3 separate regions of the Gossypium hirsutum genome follow, and all the other regions are linked to region 2. Evidence: chromatin contacts called from public Hi-C data. All regions are on one chromosome and are shown on one strand. The core of a region is the stretch at or near the end of the contact, and the rest is flanking DNA. Distances in the headings are between cores, read along the strand shown. Region 1 holds the start of LOC107891800 (putative receptor-like protein kinase At4g00960). Region 2 holds the start of LOC107891808 (cysteine-rich receptor-like protein kinase 26). Region 3 holds the start of LOC107891799.

Evidence for each region. A called contact is a pair of places that touch in the nucleus more often than the background predicts.
Region 1: a Hi-C map of leaf shows a contact between it and region 2, with 3 times the contacts expected there. The contact joins the promoter of LOC107891800 here to the promoter of LOC107891808 in region 2. A contact is called at or near these places in 5 of 34 Hi-C or Micro-C datasets (fibers and leaf).
Region 3: a contact with region 2 is called in a Hi-C map of leaf, with 2.6 times the contacts expected there. The contact joins the promoter of LOC107891799 here to the promoter of LOC107891808 in region 2. A contact is called at or near these places in 12 of 34 Hi-C or Micro-C datasets (anther, cotyledon, hypocotyl and 2 more).

The regions. Positions count from the first base shown.
Region 1 is chrD09:33,588,827-33,592,820 of Gossypium_hirsutum_v2.1, reverse strand. It overlaps LOC107891800 (putative receptor-like protein kinase At4g00960), which reads right to left and starts at 1,678. Exons shown (of 6, transcript XM_016816716.2): 1 at 795-1,678. The coding sequence starts at 1,620.
Region 2 is chrD09:33,453,067-33,457,154 of Gossypium_hirsutum_v2.1, reverse strand. LOC107891808 (cysteine-rich receptor-like protein kinase 26) reads right to left here and starts at 1,623. Exons shown (of 7, transcript XM_016816728.2): 1 at 538-1,623; 2 at 1-32. The coding sequence starts at 1,354.
Region 3 is chrD09:33,620,555-33,624,386 of Gossypium_hirsutum_v2.1, reverse strand. It overlaps LOC107891799, which reads right to left and starts at 2,245. Exons shown (of 6, transcript XM_016816713.2): 1 at 1,777-2,245; 2 at 548-1,565; 3 at 278-471. The coding sequence starts at 1,877.

The DNA of each region.
Region 1 (3,994 bases), core at 429-2,928, 140 kb before region 2:
TTGATAAAGTTTGATCTCACTAAGATTAAGGAGAACCAGTTGGAAATAAACATGTTTAGTTCACATTACATGTGATTTCCATTCTACACATCCATACTTGGTTTATGTCATTTGATTATGTTCATATACGTGATCAGGGATGGGTTTAGTTATGATATATATGTAACGAAAGTCGTCTTGGTTCTATATTAACATAATTAATAAACGAGAGTAATTAATATATGTGGTCCAAGTGGGAGATTGTTGAAAATTATAGACATCACATATTTAATAAAGATAATAATTATTATTTACTATCATAAAATGTTAGCCCAAATTAAAAGTTATCTAATTTGGTTAAAGTTTATTGGACTTTCGTTATTAAATAAAATATGGGTCAAATATGTTTAGATAGTCTGGTAACTAATTTCTAATTGATGATGCGCTGATTAGAAATTAATATTAATGTGCAAAAGTTATATATTAGAGTTATGGTCCCAAATTATACATAAGAAACTTTTCTAATATCCCATCTTTAGAAAAAGAGAGATTCACCTTTATAAACTACTTGTGTGCTCATTTGGAAGATCAAAACCCCAAGATACATAGATTTCAAGAAATTGATGAATTCAAGTACACTTCCGCATCTAATTTTGTTTTTGATAATTTGACATGACAGATATTAATTTATAGTTTTAAGTTTGTATTAAGTTTTGTTTTTATGGTTTCAAACATTATAAACATAATAATCTTCTGTCACGGAAGACAGAAAGGTCAAACTTCAAAGTATCAAAGAGATGAGATGGAAGTTTTACCTTTGGGCGGCGGAGAAGTTGTTGGAGATGGTGGAGGTGATGGCAGAGGCACTGCAATTTCATTATAAAATAGGTTAGACTCAAACCTCAAGACACAGGTTGGTCTAAGAACCCTGCATCCCTTCCTTCCAAGGCAACAGAGTCGAAGCTCTGTCATGGCGAAATTTAGACAAGTTACGCAATTTTCCTGGGTCATATCAGGAGTACACTGCACCGTAGCGTATACCATTTCCAAGTTGCCAGCCGATGCATTGCCAGCTGCATACTTGCGAAGAGGACCACCAGCTGCAGCTTTGGCGCTCAGCTCATTCAATAGATCACTTAATGCTTGATTGAACTGAACAGGGTTCGACGCATTCTGCTCGTTGAATGCACAAGTACGAGGAGGGTCGTCCTCCAGAAGTCCGTACATGTCTCTGTTGGCATACCGCACCAAACAAAGCTCGGACCAAGCGATGGCGGTCTTGTTCCAGGGGCACAATCGCTCAAGCTCGGTCGCGGTGTAGTTGAGGCAACTATAGCAACGATCTTGAGTTAAGTCACCCCTGCAAAGTGCGCTTGAGTAAACTTTGTTGGGGCTTTCACCGGCAGACAGATTGAAGAAGCCGTAATTGAAATGTGTAAGAGTGGGGAATTGAGAGATGATGGCATTGAGGTTGGTCTGGTAAGCGCTGTTTGGGGTGTAATTGCCATTGGTATCACTACAGTTACGCTCAAAGTAAACATCATGAAGCTGCGAAAGGGTAAGAGTAGCAAGGGAAAGAAGAAAAGAATAAAGAAACAGAAGAAATGTTGAAGAAGAAGAAGACCCCATTCCCCACTTCATTTATGAAAACATTTCCCTTTATGCGTATTCCTTCTTTTTTGTTTTTTGGTTGAACTTTTATGAGCTTTTTATATGTACTTTTGAATTTTGTATATTTTTATGAAATATTTTAATAATTTTAAAACTATTTGTTAATCTTACATAAATTGGGCTCGATGAACCTAGACACAATGAATTGTATATAATTTAGGTACTTGTGTATACGTTGATTGAGTCAAATAATAGTATTTTTGAACTCGTTAACATACCAAAACGTGTGGTAGCGATTTGCTAAGACCGAGTGGAGAAGAAAGGACAAGTCTGAAAGGAGAAAAAGCGTACTTTGTAAAAATGAAAATTAAGATGCAGCTAGCTTTTCCAAAAAGAAAAGGCTACCTTTAAAGATCAGTCCTTGTATTTATCAATTTATATGAATTCAATCTTTTTATTTTTGTTTATTTAAAATTGGTCTATCTACTTTTCGAATAGGTCATTTTCAATTTTTCATTAACTTTTTTGTTAACTCTATTAAAAAAATTAAATACAATCACGAATTTAACCCAATTTCTTTTAAGAATAGCAAAACCTGTTCTAACGATATTAAAAACAATTTCAAATCGAACAAAATATATTAATAAATTATTTTTAAACTTATATTTTGTTAGCAGGAGACAACAATATGTAATTACGAATTTTATTTTCTACTTTTACAAAAATAGAAAAGGTTGTACTTTAATTTGATAGGATTTGATATTTATATTTTTATGTTAATTGAGAAATTAATCTAATTAGATAATATCATTAAGTGTTTTTTTTTATTAAAACACAACACAAAAATAAATAATATCAACAAGGAAATAACAAAAAAAAAAAGCAATCTCGATTTCTTTTGCAACCACTTCAAAATAAAGATGTCCAGGGTCGGGTGCAACACCCCAAACTTGGCCTGGACATTATGGCCTAATCCGGGAGTGTTACGAAGAAGGATTTTGAAACTGACGATACTTTGATAAAATCATGTTTAGTTATTTGATAAAGCGTCCAAGTATTATAAAACATATTCATTACTGAAACCGTTATATGATGTTATTTAAAGTTAACTATTTATTTCACAGCGGAAGTTTGAAAAATCTTTTAAAACCAAGCTCATGATTCCAAAAACCCATTTGTTTGCCTAAAGTGTTTTTGTTGGCGTTGCGAAAAAGAAAGCAATACCGAAATCCAAAATCCAAAAGTTAAACCAAACAATCCAGAGAGTTCCAAAATTTACAAACTATCAAGAAAACTAGATTTTTAAAATAAACCATTTTTACTAAATAAAAACAGATCTCGATAGAGTGGTCACCGTTGAGCCTCCGTCGCACCGACCCATCTAAGTTCGAGGATTGCCTGAACAGAACAGACAAACAGATGTGAGTTTTCGTAAACTCAGTGTGTAACCCAACGGAAATAGTCATACATCATACACAATATATCATATACAATCAGATATAGATTCGGACCTAAGTCCATAAAAGATGCATATATCAGAATCAGATAAACAGAACAGATATACAGATTCCTACCCGCATCCTCTACACACCATCTCCGACCATCCCATCACGTCATGTGGGGTTAAAAACACCCACCTATCCCTACACACCATATAGTGTCGCTACGACACATAATAGATAATATGCAGTCAAGCTGCCAGAATATAGGCGAAAGGTCGCCGTACATATCACTTCCTCCACAAATACAAAGCCCACCCCAAACACAGATAGATAATACAATATTAACAGAGTTAACATGCTTAACATACTCGTATACAGATATCATATATATATGTACCCAAACAGAACAACCTTACATACTTATCAATGTCCTACTCAAATCAGACTATTAGAATATCAGTTCACATGAATTAGGGTTTGGTTAACCCTTACGAACCCTACAGTAAGCCTACAATCGATCGGAACGACCCATGCGACCTTAGGGAAAATTTTAGAATTACGGGCCCACATACCCAGATTGGCCTTACCCGTGTGGCCCACCCACCCAATCTGGCCTAGCCCGTGCGACCCACACGACCACGCTTACATCGTCACACGCCCATGTCTTGCGCATAGCCACACCTTTGTTAGACACATGGCCGTGTGCAAGACACGACCAACCACACGGTCGGCCACACACCTGTGTGGCGTCTACAAACTGCATTTTTGGCTTTTACTGAAGCTCAATTTTTCGTGTTAAAAGTACACACTTGGTTCATTTTTATGCGAAAGTAATCTCGAGCCCTTCTAAACCTGAAAACCAGTAGCCTAAACACCGACTTAATAATCAGAATGCAAATTCACGACAGAATTCAACAATGTCCAAGAACTTACCGCCAACGAAAAACCCCTGCTAATGTGTA
Region 2 (4,088 bases), core at 374-2,873:
AATAGTCGTTCGAGATGAATTATGCTTATTTACTGCAAAATTTAAAAAAGCGTTTCCTATTTGATAGAAGAAATATGAACTTTGGAACTACTCTAGCCAATTGCACAGGCAAAAGGATAAGAAAGTAGGTTAATTTAGTTAATTAAATTAGAAAACCCTTTGTTCATGCTTGAATAATGTGCTTTCATTAAAGTTTGTATTCAATCATTGTGATTAGAATGGACAAATTTAGGATATCTAGTAATTATTTAACTAAGAAGCATGAATGTAATAGATCAATATTAATTACTTGAGCAGAATGGATGAATCCATCGAATCTAAAGTCACTTAGAACATCTATATAAAAAATTGTAAGTGATGAAGTCAATGTAAGCCATTTTAAGTGTCCCTTCTCTTTACGGTCTCTAGATTTTTTCCAACAACAAAAAAAAATTGTCACAGGCACTCATCCCATTTTACAAGTTGGTGAAATTCTGGGTATTCTTATTTGGTAAAAGAAACAACTGTTGTCTTAATAAAACAAAGAAGAGAAGGTACCTATTGTTGTGGTGTCGTTTGAAGGCGGGGGAGAAGGTGGGGATGGTATTGATGTACCAGTATCAGCAGCAGTAAGATCATAGAAGCGTTCAATCTCAAACCTAAAATAACAACTAGGCATATATATCCTGCCTCCTCGTTTTGTGTCCAAGAATTGCGGAATTTCTCCAATGGCCTGTGACAGGCAATAGCTGCACTCATTCATTGTCAAATCAGGAGTGCATTGAACAAGCGCATATATTGCTTGGAAAGGTGACAGTGCACTTCCTGTTGCAAACTTTCCAAGGGATGTCCCCGTTGAAGCAATGTTTGCTAGGTTGTCCATTAAAGAACTCACGGCCTGCTTGAAAGCATCTTTAGTACTCGTGGCGTTATTTAAATTCCACGTGTAAAGACTAGGCAAGGTTTCTGCAACACCAAGGATGGTACGATTTGTGTAGCGGAACATGCAATAGTCATACCATATAATCGCCTCTCTTTGGTAAGGGCAGCTGTTTCTGAGCTTATCGTTTGCATTATTGATGCAGGTGAAGCAATCACTTGAGTTCACATCTCCTCTGCAAAGTGCAAGTGCGTTGGCTATGTTGGAGCCTTGGCCTGATGAAAAATTGTAGAGCCCGTTTTCATTTGATGTATTGAGGGTGAAAGACGAAAGCAGTCGGTCGAGGTTCGCCTGGTAAGTGCTGTTTCTGGTGAAGTTACCATTGAGGTCTAAACAAAAATGGTATAGATACTCTTGTTGAGCAACGGTAACAGTAAGAAAGAATGCAATGGTTAAAGAAGAGAACAAAAACAACCATGGAAGATCCATTGTCATCCTTAATGTAGGATTTTGAGAATATATTATAATGATGAATGCCCCCTTCTGTCACGAAGTTGGATGCTTAAAACCTTCATGATTTAGGAATTGGTAGATAAATCTGTAGGAATTTTCTTAAAGACGACTTATTAAAGTCCAGGCTTGATACAGACCTAATTAATCGTAAATTTCTAAGAAAGCCACTGCTCGGCTATGGATTTGAATAATCTGAAATAAACTAGTCAAAGTCAATGGCCCATGAAAATCATGTACTAATACTTCACATTTCCACGGTTTCAAATTAAAAATATATATCAACATCCTATACTAACTCTCATGAGAAGACTAATACATGGCAAATGGATTGGAAATCGGGAGGAAACTGCAATTTGGCATAGTGGAAGAGATTGTATATGCTAATACTAGAAACTCAAACCTAGCGGAAGCTGAAAATTGGCCAATGACATGCAGCAGGTTGTAAGTAGCAATATCAGAAAATGACCATTTCATGTGGTAGTATGCACTGTATCTGGCCAAGGCTTAAATAAGTCTATAAAAACGTTGAAAATTCTTTTGGTGGATGAACTTTGTCTTTGACAAGTTAAAAAAGAAATGGTAATTAATTGGAAAGCCAAGTCCCTTGCCCTTGTCTTTGGTGTCAAAATTTTCAGGTAGAAACTATTGTGAAATGACCATTCATGCAGATGCACAACTGGCGAACTCCCCAGACTTGGCGTACTCTAAGTTTTGTGAACTAACCAAGATTGGTGAACAAAACATGGAGGACAGGCCAAATGACGTACACATTTGTCAAACTGACCGAAAGTAAATTATTTGGCGGATAGTCTTTTGAGCGAACTGACAGAAAGTGGCGAACTCATTACTTTCGCAAATTAGTAGCAACTGGATTTGAAGAGTTTGCGTGCAAGTTATGTTTTACAGAATTTAGTATTTATTAGTATAAAATCTTTATTATTTCTTTCTATATTTAGGAGTTCTTGTTATTAGTACTTATGTTACATTATTTAAATATAAAGGAAAAACTATATAAAATTTAGCAGACAATTTTGTTGTTAAATTTTTCGTTTCTTCTGAGCAATTTTTTCTTCTTGAATATCAAAATTCCAATAATTAGTATCAGAGCTATCTCCTTAAGGGTTGTTGTTTTTTTTTCTAAGTTATACATGGCTTCTGCGAATTTTTAACCACCTTCATCAATCATTTTCAATGGCAAAAACTACGAGACTCCAAAAAAAACTTGGGATAAGCTAAAGGAAGGGTTTCAAGGTTCGAATAAGACCAGACAGCAACAATTCATTAATATCAGAAGAGATTTTAAGAATTTAAAGATGAAGGAGGTTGAAACGGTGAAGTAGTGTGCATAAGGGATTATGGCGGTTGTTAATAACATCAGGTTACTTGGGGAAGAGTTCGCAAATGGCAGGGTCATTGAGAAGGTCATAACAACACTTTCTGAGAGGTATGAATCTAAGATTTCCTCACTTGATGACTTAAGGGACCTCTCGGCGATCTCTTTTCAGAATTAATAAATGTCCTGTATGTTCAAGAGTAAAGAAGAGCATCAAGGCGAGAGGAGCACATAGAAGAAGCACTGCGAGCCCTGATTGTTGAGGGCACAAACTTCTAGAACTATAAGGGTAAGAAAAGAAGGAGAGAGAAGAATAAGAGGGTAAAACAAGATGGTAGAAAGAAGAAATATTCACCATGTTCGCACTATAAGAAAAACACTCACATTGAAAATTATTGTTGGTGTAGACCAAATATAAAATCTAGATCATGGAAGCAGTTAGGTCACATGGAAAAAGTATGCAAAAACAAAAGGCTAACCTCTCAACAGAATGTGTAGGCTCAGGCTGAGGGAGATCACATTCAGGAGAAGCAGGTGTTTGCAGCCACAAGTTCTACATAGAAAAATAGAGTGATGAAAGGTGTGTTTATCGATAATGGATGCACCAACCATATGACCTCAAATGAAAGCAATTTCAAAAAGATTGACAGAAGTTGCGATCTTAAGGTGGGAATTGGTAACCACGAACTCTTAAAAGCTAAAGGCAAGGGCAAAGTGGTGATCAGTTCGCCATCAGGTACTAAAATAATTTCAGATGTTCTTTTAGTACCTGCGATATATCAGAATCACCTTAGGATTGGTCAAGTGCTTGAGAAAAATTATAATATTCTCTTTAAGAATTATAACTGCATTATATTTGACTCATTGGGGCAAGAAGTTATAACAATCTTGATGAAAAATAGAAGTTTTGTGTTAGACTAGAATCTGGTGTGTAACACCTACATCCCTTTTCCGTTGCCAGATTAAGGATTGGAGTGTTACAAAACCAAACAAAACAATTTATCTTAATTCAAAACAAATATTCAATTAACCTATAAACCCATATCAATTCATAGAATAAATATTCACATGGGCCATAATTCAGGTTTACGAGGCCCAAAAATTAGTTTGAAAGTAATCAAGGATAAAAATGAATCAAAACATAATTTTTTTGGGAAAACTTGAAATTTTAGAAAACAGGGGTCACACAGTCGTGTAGCCAAACCGTGTGGCACGGCTCAAACTGTGTGAGCATTCAAAGTAAGAACACACAGTTATGCCCTAGCCCGTGTCATAGATCGTGCAACTCACTGACGTGGTTCACACGGTCATGTCGCAGGCCTTGTGCTGGCCCATGTAACCTACTGACTTGAGACACACGGCCGTGTCTCAATCCGTGTCTTA
Region 3 (3,832 bases), core at 996-3,495, 170 kb before region 2:
GATCAATTTCATTCCAACATTACCGTAGAAGTCATTAAGGACATGCAAACAAAATATTGATCCGTTATATGCAACCACACATTCACTAAGCTAAGAAGTATAAGGTCTAACATTTGAATTAAGTAATGACAGATAAGTTCTACTCTGGCAAACAGGTGACAAACAAAATTAAGGACTCTAAAATTGCATTCATTGTTCCATAATGCTTTAGTTGTTTCACAAGAACGCTATACATACATACAGAGTAACATTAACTCAGAGTCTAGAAACATACTACCTTTCCTTCTCAATGTTCCCTTCCAATTGTTCGATGGGCTGTGAACGTCGCTTTAAATTGAGCTTAGGACGATCCACTGTCTGATTCCGACTCTCACTACCAGCTAAACCAGGTTTTGAAGTATGCAAATGTTCATGTGAATGGTTACCAATTTCAGTATGAGTAAGCATTAATTCACTTGGCTGCTGGTGCCCCTATTTCAAGCATTTATAACAATTAGGGGTGGACCATATGAATTCAAACTTCAATTGTATGGCATCAGAAGAATACCTGCTTAGGATCAACAACAGGTGATTTGGGGCCATCTAATCGCTTGCTCCGAGGAAATAACTTCAACTTGGGTCGCTCAGATGCTTCTGCCAGCGCTGATGGCGACGACTGCAATTCATAACCACCAAATTTGCCATCAGAATGAGTTGAGCGAACTGCTTCACTATGTAACATTGATTTATTTTCTTTAACTTCCAAATAATTAAGATTACGGTTCCTTTCATATTCCGGTAACTCCTTTCTCCCACCATGAATTCCATCTTCAATATTCAACCCCTTCTCCACATGCCTTGCCAATGACACATCAGAATACTCCCTTCCACCCGCAAGGCTCATTCTGCTGTACATCTTATCATCATAACCCTGGGAGTGCAAACCATTTTCTACTTCTGAATGTTTACTAACATCAATATCTTTCTGATATTGAAGGGACTGCTTTGACTGCCATCGACCCGAAGAAACCTTTTCAAGAGCACTAGCATGAGCCAACTTCGAGACAGCACTTTGTTCAGACCATGCAGACTGTACGGGCTCTGCAACACTAAACGACATCTCCTTCCTAGATGTCCATGCGTTAGGGTATGGTCCCGAAGCAGCCTGCCCGTGGTTCCACCCCAAAGTCTGAGAACTCAAACCACCACGAGCAGCTTCAGACACTCTACCAGAGTGTGAATGCCCCCTTCCACTTGACAATGGAGATACAGGAGCTGATCCGTGTCGGCCTGAAACCCTACCCGCATAAGCAGACTCTGGCTTCAGCTCCAGATGTCTAGCCGGAGCCCGAAAACTCTCATCACTAATGGTTCTACGTGGGGCAGAAACTCCATCTAACGGCGTTCTTTCATCCTCATCGAAATTTCGACCAATATGAACTGAATTGGTAAGAAATGGGGTTTTATTATCAAAATGCCTAGTTGCAGGAGATGAATTAGGCCGAGCACGGTGATCTGGCCGGCCCATGGGGTTTCCCCACGATGTTCCCCTATCATAACCTGAACGATCGGAAGGCCTAACAATCCTGTTCCCATCAAATTCAATAAGAATAAAGAGAAATATTAACAACTAAGGTTTCAGTTGCAGATCCAGTGGCTGTCAGATCTAATATAAAACGACCCAAATTCAACATTTTGAATTATACCCAGAAAAGCATACATCAAATAGTAAAGGGAAAAAAAGATAAATAAAAAATAAAAATAAAAATAAGTGGAAATTAAAACTAGGGTACTTACACGCCCGGGGCAGAAGGGAGAGGGAGATCAGTTGGGATTGAACCACCATGAAAATCTTTTAAAGTCATAGTGTTGCCACTGAAAGCCTTCTTCTTCGACATGTTTTTCCCCTTCGTTTCTTTATCTCAAATTCTTACTTTCTCTCTCAATTATATTAATCAAAGAATTCGTATATGCAAATAGAAAAAAAAAATAAACAATTCAAAAATAGAAATAGAGGAACCCCCGGATGCAAAAGAAGAATGGAGAAGCTCTAAAATGGTGGAGGGCGGGGGTTGCCTCTTACTTGCAATCTCAGGCCCTCTGTTTTTCTTTTTATTCTTTTTTTTTTTGGCTCTACTATACAAACAAAAAATGGTTAATGATTCTCTCTCTCTGTTTCTGGGTTTTCTGATCTTTGTTTCTTCAGCTTTCTTTTAGCATCAAATCAGGGGTTGAGCAATTCAATTGCGAGTTCACAACACAAATGCATGTTGGGCTTTACTGCCTTCAACAATATATATTGAATGTAATCATTTTGGGGCCGACTATTCTATCATTGTTACAACTTGGTCCAATTCTAAACTTTGGACCTGGCGTTTTTCATTACCATGACTATATGATTTCATTTCTAGCTTCTTCCTTTTTTTTTTTTCTAAAATTTTTTTAAAAAAAAGATAGGGTTTATTTTTTTACTTAAATATTATTTCCCAAAACTTACTTTTTCAAATTCTAAAAAATATTATTTTAAAAAAATGTTTTTTATTACTACCTAAATGTCGAGTTTCTTTATTTTTATTCAATAATATATATATAATCTATTATCTATTCACTATGTAATGATGAGAAAGCGTTGTTTAAATTTACCACCTGTGACTGTCGAGATTATGTTGAATGCTTTTTAAGAATTTCCTTAAAAATTTTGTAATGAAAAAAGAATTGATGTAATAGATAGGAACTTGTCTTTTGTATATGTCAAATTCATGGATGATTTTTAATGAAAAAGTTTGACACCTAACTTTAAGCACACTTTGCTTCCATAAAATAAAAGATAAAAAATTATTCAAAATTCAACTCTCTCAAAATTTTCTCATTCGATTTTCTCGAAAACATTCCATTACATTGACAGTAATTTATAAGGGTTAGGTTGAGTTAAACAGTTAAAATTTTATTTTAACCTAAACTTGATACTCGCGGGTGCCGAGCTCCATAAAAATGTATTTATTAAAGTTAAATTTACGGTACATAGTAAAAACTTAAATATATAGAAATTTGACATATGTGGATGCATACATTTATTAGGTTTAAGTTTATGGTAAGTGATGAAAACTTAAACATAATTAAACAAAGCACTTATGGGTATCGAATTCTATATAATTTACTGATTAGGGTTAAGTTTATAATAAATATAAACTTGATATTTGCTAAAGACTATAAATTTATTAGGTTTAACTCCCAACAAAAAAAAAATAATTTCATATCGAAACTTGACAGTTACAGATGTTGAGATAGCTTCACCATTGGGACATGAAAAATTTGCAAGCATAGGTTTCACATAAAAATTTGACATAAGCTTGTTGTAAAAAAAGCGGATTCTAAAAACGTAACTTTTACATAAACTTTTTTTAATAAATAATATATTATTTGACCATGTCAAAATAAAAATAAAACCTAAAAATATGATTACCGTCAATTTATATTATTTGTTAATAAGTTTTAAATAATTTCTTACTTGTCAAAAAATAAATAAAAAAAATTGATTACTTGAGTTAATCTCTAGTCTCTAGTTAACTTTTAAGTTAGATAATTTTTAAATATGATATATTAAATGTTGATAATTTAAAAAATTATATAAAACAAATGGTTTTTTCTTTAAAGAATAGTTTTTAAATAATTCTTTTTAAAAAGTATTTAACTTTTTTTATAAAAATATATTATGTGGGATTAAAAAACATAAACACCCCTATTATGTTAATCAATAATTTATATATAAAAAATTAATTATATAGATGAGCTTAAATGTAGATTTTCTTTCGAGATTTAAGAGTTCGAGAAAGTTATAATAGAATTAGAATTT